3 separate regions of the Sus scrofa genome follow, and all the other regions are linked to region 2. A link is a contact called in public Hi-C and promoter capture Hi-C data. All regions are on one chromosome and are shown on one strand. Each heading gives the region's core, a stretch centred on a gene start, on an enhancer-like site or on the middle of the called end of the contact. The rest is flanking DNA. Distances are from core to core; before and after follow the strand shown. Region 1 holds the start of LOC100521082. Region 2 holds the start of SOWAHC (ankyrin repeat domain-containing protein SOWAHC). Region 3 holds the start of ARID5A (AT-rich interactive domain-containing protein 5A).

Region 1 (2,979 bases), core at 308-2,807, 170 kb before region 2:
AAACTTATCCAAGATCACTTAGAGTTTACTGCCACTCTTGGAAGTGCAAAGGTCTTACATACACCGCCTTTACTTCATTTATTTTTACAGTCCCTTGTTTTCCTGACCAGTTCCAGTAAAACAGCTGGCCAAAAAGATTCAGCTGTCTCCAGGCCAACTCTGCTTTGCAACTGTACCAAGGAACTAGCACCCAATCCTTAAAAAACAAGTTATCTGATCAAAACCACTAATATATCAGTTTTGAGAATCCAGATCTCTCAATTCAGTAAGCTGCACAGCAGGCAAGATACTTTTCCTTTAATAATAATAATAATAATAATAAAAGTTTAAACATCTTTGAACTTTTTATTTTAAAAATAAAATAGATTCATAAAGTGCAAGGAGAAACTATTTCTGTCCAATGCTCTGTATCCATCTTCAACAAGCTGTTGAAAACAGAAAAGAGAAATAAAAATTAGTAATACATAATCGTTAACTTCAAATTATTCTACTGTTTAGTTAAATCATGAAGAATAAGATTTGGTGTTGCAGATAAGAAAACTAAGACTCTGGAAAATTTGCACAGCTCTGATGAAAAAGCCAGGACTAGATGCAAGGCTCCTTACTTCCAAGCCACTCCTCTTTCCACTTGACCAGCACAGTGGAGATGACACAGCATGAATAAAAAGATGTACTATGGTGCTACCAAAAATATAAATAAAAATAAACTGATAAGGAAGTGACAGGAACACTCTAGGGTGTTTTTTTCCTGTGTTTACCGTTTTGAAGTTTAATGTCAAGGTGCAACAACATTGCGCCTGCTAAGATTCTCCCGTAAAATACACGCAGTGAACTGAACTAGACACCCAAGTGCGAGCTATTAGGGAAACTTCCCTCCTCTGTCTGGTGTTTGTGGGGGCAAGTCACCTCCTATGGACTCTCCAAAGTCCCTTCTGCTCCAAGATATCCGTCCGTCCCCAAAGCCTCCCCTTAGAGTACCGCTATAAGTACTGCTCACCGATTCCGGGAAGAGCCTGGCACGGCGGGCGGAGAGCTTGAGGCGAGCCTGGCTTCGGCCGCCGGAGCCCCCAGCGCGGGAGAGAGGCGGCCTCGAGGTGGCCGCGTGGGGGCCGGCGGGGATCGACAATGCGGGGATCTCAGGCCAGGTCCAGCTTCTTCTGCGTCGCCGCCAGTTTGTCCTGCAGCCTCTTTTTCCTCCAGTCCAGGTAGCGCCTCCGCAGCCGGTTGGCCTGCCAGCCCAGGAGCACTCCAGAAGCGAAGGCAACCAGCACTGACAGCTGCAGTGTCCTCTCTGACACATCCGCCATCGCTGCTCCGGGCGTGCAGCGCTGCCTACGGCGGGACGGCGGGGTCAAAAAGCGCAACGCGGTCAGGGGCGGGGCGCGGAGCCTGCGTGCCAGGCACGTCCAGCTGCGCCTCATTGGACGCACAAATTCGTCAGACTCGCCTTCCACGGAAAGCTTGGCTGGTCTTGGAAGCCTCCGTCTTTCCCTCATCGGAGGCCCCACAATTTTATTGTTTGACGTTCCATCAGATGCTGCCTTGCATTATTAGCTAACTTCGGTGGTGCGTCAGCTCATCCTCTTTGTATTTTCTCTCAGCAGTAGTATTCCAGCCAAGTGTGTGACTTTAAATTTTCTGGCAACCTATTAAAAAAAAAAAAAAAAAGACACAGATGAATTTACTTTTAATACTGTATTTTACTTATCTCAATACATAGAGGAAGTTATCCTTGCACATGTAATCGATATAAAAGCTATTAATGAGGTGAGTTTTTAAATACTAAGTCTTTGAAATCTGCTGTAGGTGTTATAATTAACAACACATCTCAGTTTGAACACTAAATTTTCAGTGGAGATACTTAACCAGTATCTAGATTTCATAAAATTTAGTTGAAAGATTAGACTCTTAGACCCTCTTTGTTCCAAACGCATGGAAAATTTCTCTGATAACTGAGTTGAGTATCAGTTTTCAAATTAAATTTAAATTCATTAAAATGTTTTTATAATTTAAGTAACCAGTGCCTCAGCCATGCTAGTCACATATGTGACAGCAAAGCCTAGAGGGCTACACTATTCCAGAACTGAAACTGGGTCAGAGTTGTTGGGATAGAGGGAAGACAAATTCTAATGATGAAAACCAATTCTGGTGGTCACATTCTAAGGTGATCTCCAAGGATTTCCACCTCCTGAAGTTCATACCTTTGTGTAAGTCCTTCCCCTTGAGTAAGGGCTGGATCTGTGACTTGCTGGGATGTTACTCTTGTGATTCATTTATGTTATCTAAAACTTCTCAACAGACTTAAGACTCTCCTTATGGGCTTGATGAAGTAAGCAAAGGTGTTGGAGAAGCTCATGTAGCAAAGAACTACAGGTGCCTCTAGGAACAGTGACATGCCTCCTCCCGCCAACAGCCAGCAAAAAGTCCTCAGTCATTCTACTGTAAGGAAATTCATGTTGCCTGCAATATGAATAAGCTTGGAAGTCCCTTCTTCCCCAGTGCAGCCTCCAGGTGAGAAGACAGCCTGGCTGATGCCTTGATTGTAGTCTTGTAAGAACCTAACAGAGGGACTTCCCGTGTGGCTCACAACATAACTACTCGGCGTTGCTTCTACAGTGGCTGTGGCTCGACCCCTGGCCTGGGAACTTCCATATGCCGCAGGTGCGGTCACTTGAAAAAAAAAAAAAAAAAAAAAAAAAAAAAAAAAAAAAAAAAAAAAGAACCTAACAGAGGACCTGTGTGCCTGGACCCCTGGCCTATTGGAAAGTTGAGATTATAGATGTATGTTGTGTTAATTTGTTACTCAGCAACAGAAACAGATACAGGCATGAAAGGGGAACCAGAATGTGGAGCCTGAACTGTTCTGGAGCAGGGCGCCAGACGTAGCCTCTCTACAGAGTTAGCAAACGAAATTTCACACTCGAAATGAAACCTATCTTCTTACGGGATGATACATACAGTATTGGGTCCAACATGAAT
Region 2 (2,786 bases), core at 86-2,585:
CTTCTGGTCTAGGAGATTGCTTAAACCAGCAGTTTTCCAACTTTTTGGTCTCAGGCCGTAAAGAGCTTTTCTTTACACAGAATACAACCATGAGAGTTACAGCATCATAAGTTAAAATAAAACTTTCAAAATACACAGCCCTCAGAGTGGTGCGGTCCTTCCACAGCGCGTGGCATCTGGAAAACTCCATGCAATGAACGTAACTGGCTTACTCTGAAGCGGCATCGCCAGGCACTACTCTGGCACTGCCATGCCAGCCCCGGGCTAACTCTGAAATGAGGTCAGTGTACAAAGGAACGTAAAAGGTAGAGGACGCCGAACAAATTAGTCACACGTGCTCTCTTAACGCACAAGGGCGCCAGGCGGGAAAAAAAGGCTCCAATCCCAAGGAGGTCCACACCCGCTCTAACTGGGGCCAGGGAGGCCGAGCCCAGCGCGCAGGGTCAGGGGTCCACCCTGCTCTCGTCCGTCCGGGACCGTTACAGAAACCGTCCTCCTTGCAGACTCAACTTCGGGGACGACGGGAAGCCCCGCAAAGCCCCGGCCGCCGAGAGCCGGGAGGGGCCGGGGGGAGGGAGCGGTTCTGCCCCGCCGAGGCAGCCAGACCGCGGGCCAAGACAAGAGGGCGGGGGTCCAGGGGTGGGTGGGGTAGGCTTGGCGGACTCACCAGGTGCCGCGCCACCTCGGAGGCCATGGTCCGGGCGGGGCTGGGCGGGCGGAGGGCCAGGGAGGCGCGGCGGCAGCTCCCGGCGGAGCTAGGCGGCCGGCGGCAGAGGGACGCTAGGGGCGGGGCGGGAGGGGCCGGGAGGGGCGGGGTCCAGCGGCCCCAGTGACGCGAGGAGCTGACCGGATGGCGCGGGGGTGGGGCGAGGGGCGGGGCCCGGGAGGGGCGGGGAGGGGATGGCCGAAGCGGGTCTAGTGGCCTCAGGGACTCCGAGGGGCAAGGCCGGATGGCGCGGGGGGCGGGGCGAGGAGCGGGGCCCGGGAGGGAGAGGCGGGGCGGGGATGGCCGCAGACTGGTCCAGCGGCCTCAGTGATGCGGGGGGGCCGGGCGGAATGGCGCAGGGGACCGGGGAAAGGGGCGGAGCCCGGGATGGAGGGAGGAGAGGGGTCCAGTAGCTTCAGTGACGCGAGGGGCTGGGCGGGGTCCAGGAGGTGAGGGGAGGGGATCCGAGGGGAGAGGTCCAGTGGCCTCAGTGGGCTGGGGGCCGCGGCAGGCCACGCGCACGCGAAGTGGGCCTGTTACAGAAGAGCCCGGACATTTTAGAAGTTGACCAGTCAGTGCAGAGGAGGGGATGGAGCACACTCAGGACCTGAGGAAAAAGACCCGCAAAAATGCCGCCACGGTTCCTCATCGCCGAGGCAGGGCTTGAGCACAGATTGCGGCCCGCGCGGGGACCGGAAGTGGGCGGGGTCAGGGCGTGTTCCCTGGAAGGAACGGTCACTAAAACCCGCTCGGGAACCGGAAGCGGGTGGGCCGTGGCATGTGGGACTAGAGCACAGATCCCGGCCTCTTGGGGACGGACCGGGGCGGGGCCCGTCGGACTTGAGAGGCGGCCCGCGGGGACGGCCGGAAGTGGGCGGGGCCGGCAGGCGGAGGCGTGCCCGCGGGCGCGGCTTGGGGGCGGTGGCAGCTAGTCCGCCGCTGCGGGGCGCGCGAGGATTCTCAGGAGCAGCGGGCCGAGTTGGTGGTTAGCAAGCCAGGTACTCGGGCGGGGATGGAGAGCCCGGCGGAGTGCGGACCCCCGGCCCCGCCAGCCGAGCTGGAGCAACCCGTCGGAGGCGCCCTGGGCGGGACTCCCGAATTGCGCGCGGGCGCCCGCGGCCGTCTCAGGGAGCCGGGGTACGTGGATACCGACCCCTCAGACCCGGCGGACGGCATCCCGAGCGCGCCCCTCGGGAGGCGGCCCCGCGGGGGCCCCGCGGAGGAAGGCGGGAGGCCCGAGGCGCCGAGTGATGCGCCCCTTGGGCCGCGGCCGGGCCGCCCGGCGCCCCGGGACCCGGCGGCGGGAGGCTCACCGCAGCTGCGGCGCGGCCCGGGGGGCGCGGACGGCGGGACCGAGGAGGAGAGCGCGGGCGCGCTGACGCTGGACCCTCTGGAGCACGCGTGGATGCTGTCGGCCGCCGACGGTCGTTGGGACAGCCTGGAGGGGCTGCTGGCCTGTGAGCCCGGCCTGCTGGCCAAGCGCGACTTCATCACCGGCTTTACCTGCCTGCACTGGGCGGCCAAGCACGGCCGGCAGGAGCTGCTGGCCCTGCTAGTGCGCTTCGCGGGCCAGCACCGGCTGCCGGTGAACATCAACGCGCGCACGAGCTGTGGCTACACCGCACTGCACTTGGCGGCCATGCACGGGCACGTGGAGGTGGTGAAGCTGCTGGTCGGGGCCTACGACGCGGACGTAGACGTGCGCGACTACAGCGGCAGGAAGGCCTCGCAGTACCTGAGCCCGAGTACCGCCGAGGAGATCCGGACCCTGGTGGGCGCCCTGGACGAGGACGATGGCGAGAGCAACGTGGGCAGCGGGGGAGGGCGCTGGAGGCTCTCGAAGGTGCTGCCATCGCACCTCATCTCCGGCAGGCACTCCCACGCCCTGGAGGACAGCGGGGACCATCACCACCACCACCACCACCACCACCACCACCTGGCTGAGGGACCGGCTGCGGGCAAAGCAAAGGAGCCAAGTCGCAAAGCCTCAGGCAGCACTAGTGGGCGGATGAAGCCCAGACTTAACAAAATCCGTTTCCGAACCCAGATCATCCACACCACACCCTCTTTCAGAGACCCG
Region 3 (3,160 bases), core at 418-2,917, 170 kb after region 2:
CCAAGCCAGTAAAGCAAGGTCCAAGAAGGAGGGTGGGTTATCCCAGGCCATGGCCCACCTGGGAAACAGGAGACCACAGGGAAGGGAGAGGGGGCAAGGTCTTAGAAGCTAGATTCATTCTCACTGCCGCAGGGCTAATGTCTAAGCCGCTGCTTCTCACACTCTAAATCAAAGAAGGAAGCACTGGTTGTCTGCGGTCCTTCCTAGCTCTACGGGACTCCAAGTCCTAGGTCCGAGAATGTTCCTCAGGGCTTGTACAGATGGTGGCCCAACCCACTAGCTGCCATCTCTTACCCTTCCTCTGCCCTAGCATGGCTTGTGGCCACAGAGACCCCACATCCCCAACAATGAGGATCCGGATGAAGCAAGAAGCACCTTTTATCCTCCCCTCAGCCCGAAGACCCCTGCTCACTAGCTGACGACCTCGCGAACAAAGGGAACCTGGGTCTGACCAGCCCTGTGACCCCACACCCACACCCTGAGCCCTCCCGAGTGCAGCACTGGCCATCCCCACCCCTACCCCAGCGTCCCTGGGGCTGGAGGACGTGCACCTGGCCCAGCCGCGCCCCCAGAACACTGTGCGCAGGGACCCTGGTGAGGCAGCCGCCGGATTGTGGTCCACGGCTCAGACTGAGGTCGAAGCCAAACACCTCTCCTCTGACGCTCGCAGCCCGCACCGCGCATCTCTGCTCTTCGCCAGCGTCACTCCCGGGGAGCCACCCTGTCCCTTCTGAAGACCCGAGGGGATAGAAAAGAAATAAAGGAAAGAGGAACAAAGAGTGAAGCTACTTCTTTTCTGCCGGAGGTGGGGGGCAGAGGAGGGTGGACCGGAGACAAGAAGAGAGACTAGAGAAGAAAAGAAAAAAAAAAGGAAGAGAAAAGAGAAAGGGTAGGGGGCGAGGAGCGGGTAACCGCCGAAGGATCGGCTGAAAGAGGAACAGTTGATTCTTCAAAATGCATTGAGCAAGTTCTTCAAAATCCGCGCAGAGTCACTTTCAGGAAACAGCGGCCGCCAGTGGAAAGCGCCCCGCGCGCCCAAAGGACCCGGGTGCCTCTTCTCGGCGGCGCCGGCGGGTTCTGAGAACCGCCGGGATGTGACGGGGGAGGGGGTGGGAGGGCGGCGGGGGGGTGCTGCAGGCAGAGAACTGCTGCGGACAGCTGTCACAACAAATTAGCTGAGACCAGCTCGAGATTGAAACCACAGCAGGAAGTGGGATGACAGAACCGTACAGGACTTGGTAAATTTCAGTCAAGAGACGACGAGAAGAGTTTCGAGATAAACGCCCGGGAAGCCCCAGGCCGCCAAAACTTTTTGTCTTTCCTTTTTTCGAAGAGCACGCGCCGACACCCGGCCTCACCCTCCCGCGCCGGGCAGAGGGCGCGGGTGCCCCAGGCCAGGCTAGGTCCCCACGCCCTCGCCCCCCGAGTCCTTCCTCCGCCGGGTTCCGCCCCCCAAGGCAGCACCTACGACTACGAGCACCGGGGCTGACCTGGCACAGCAACCTCCCCATCCCGCGGGGCCGCCACCCCCGTCCCGGGCCGCAGAGACACTCACCCATGGCCCAGCGAGGTGCCGCGGCGCCTGCCGAGACCCTCCGCACAGACCGACGTCCCTACTCTGCGCTCTGCGCGCAACTGGCTGGAGGCACGGATCGCCAGCCGCCTCCCCGTGGCCCCGCCCCGCCCAGCCCTGCCTGGCCCCGCCCCTGTCCCACTGTGGGCTCCGGTTGGCGGGTCCGATTCTCCCCCGAGGGGTAGGGGGCCGCCCCCCGAGCCTGAGGAACTCTGGGAGTTGTAGTGTGCTCTTCTTACTCCCCAGGCTCAGCGACCTGGGCTGCAGAAGTAGGTTTCCCACCTGGAGGGGCTCAGGCAGGACAGCCTGGAGTCACTGCTGCCTGGTGCCAACGGAAGCAAAACTCGAGTCTTGGAAAAATCTTCCTTGCTCCCTCCGTAGGGCAATGGGGCAGTGAACAAAGTGCTTCTGACTTGAACTAGGCGGAAGATATCTCCCACTGTCCCTCCTAGCCCAACACAGAAGTAGAGATGGTTGGTATTAGCTGAATGAGGACCCCAGACCGAATTAGCACATCCTTGGCTAAAGCTCTGTGGGGTCCCAGAAATGCCTGGGACAGGAAACCTGCTGGCAGTGGCTAGTGTCCACAATGTCTCAAAGATAGGGCAGCTACAAAGTGAGCCATCTAAAGAGAGGGCATGGCTCTGGGGAGATGAGAGTGAAGCTTCTGATGGAGCATGGGCCTGAGGAGATGCTGAGCCAACTGCAGCAGGGCTTTGGCTGTATTCACTCCACCGTCCAAGTCACATCTGAGGCTCAGGTTTGAGAGCCCAAGGTCTGGAAGCATCATTCACAGTAGCCAAAAGGTGGAAGCAACCCAGTGTCCACTGAGGGATGAATGGGTTAACTGCGATATGGACATACAATGGAATATCACTCAGCCTTAAAAAGGAGGACAATTCCAACACATACAACATGGATGAACCTCGAAGACAAGATATTAAGTAAAAAAAAAAAAAGACACAAAGGACAAATATTGTGTGATTCCACTTACATAAAGTACTGGTGTCAAATTCATAGAAACAAATAGGATGGTTCTTTGCCAGGAGCTTGGGAGAGGGGAAATAGGGAGTTAGTGTTTAATAAGCACGGAGTTTCAGTTTTGCAAGATGAAAAGGTTCAGGAGGGGGATGGTGGGGATGGTTGCACAACAATATGAATATACTTAATATCCCTGAACTGTATGCTTAAACATGGTTAAAATGGTAAATTTTATGTTATATATATTTCACCACAATTTGAAAAAAGATCCACGCTCTCAGCATCGAGCCCTGTTCCTAACACAAAGTAGGCACGCACAGATTTTTGTTGATTAATTTTTTCTTTTTTTTTTTCTTTTTCTTTAGGGCCACACCTGAGGCATATGGAAGTTCCCAGGCTAGGGGTGGAATTGGAGCTGTTGCTGCCAGCCTACACCACAGCCACAGCAACACCAGATCCAAGCGCTTGTGGCGATGCAGCATCCTTAAACCCAGCGAGGCCAGGGATTGAACCTGTATCCTCACGGATGGATACTAGGGGGATTCTTAACCTGCTAAACCAGAACAGGAACTTCTGTTGATTAGGGGTTTTTTTAAGTTTATTTTT

Evidence for each region. Promoter capture Hi-C pulls out the DNA fragments that hold promoters and counts their contacts. A called contact is a pair of places that touch in the nucleus more often than the background predicts.
Region 1: a promoter capture Hi-C map of liver shows a contact between it and region 2, with 3 times the contacts expected there. The contact joins the promoter of LOC100521082 here to the promoter of SOWAHC in region 2. A contact is called at or near these places in 1 of 5 promoter capture datasets (liver) and 2 of 47 Hi-C or Micro-C datasets (heart right ventricle and liver).
Region 3: a contact with region 2 is called in a Hi-C map of skeletal muscle, with 5 times the contacts expected there. The contact joins the promoter of ARID5A here to the promoter of SOWAHC in region 2. A contact is called at or near these places in 3 of 47 Hi-C or Micro-C datasets (epiblast stem cells, heart right ventricle and skeletal muscle).

Annotation. Positions count from the first base shown.
Region 1 is chr3:46,380,254-46,383,232 of Sscrofa11.1, forward strand. It overlaps LOC100521082, which reads right to left and starts at 1,558. Exons shown (of 2, transcript XM_003124818.4): 1 at 998-1,558; 2 at 322-425. The coding sequence starts at 1,496. The coding sequence ends at 1,137.
Region 2 is chr3:46,545,891-46,548,676 of Sscrofa11.1, forward strand. It overlaps SOWAHC (ankyrin repeat domain-containing protein SOWAHC), which reads left to right and starts at 1,336. Exons shown (of 2, transcript XM_021088390.1): 1 at 1,336-1,413; 2 at 1,554-2,786. The coding sequence starts at 1,336. SEPT10 (septin-10) reads right to left here and starts at 787. Exons shown (of 11, transcript XM_021087089.1): 1 at 668-787. The coding sequence starts at 694.
Region 3 is chr3:46,712,454-46,715,613 of Sscrofa11.1, forward strand. ARID5A (AT-rich interactive domain-containing protein 5A) reads right to left here and starts at 1,668. Exons shown (of 6, transcript XM_021087092.1): 1 at 1,556-1,668.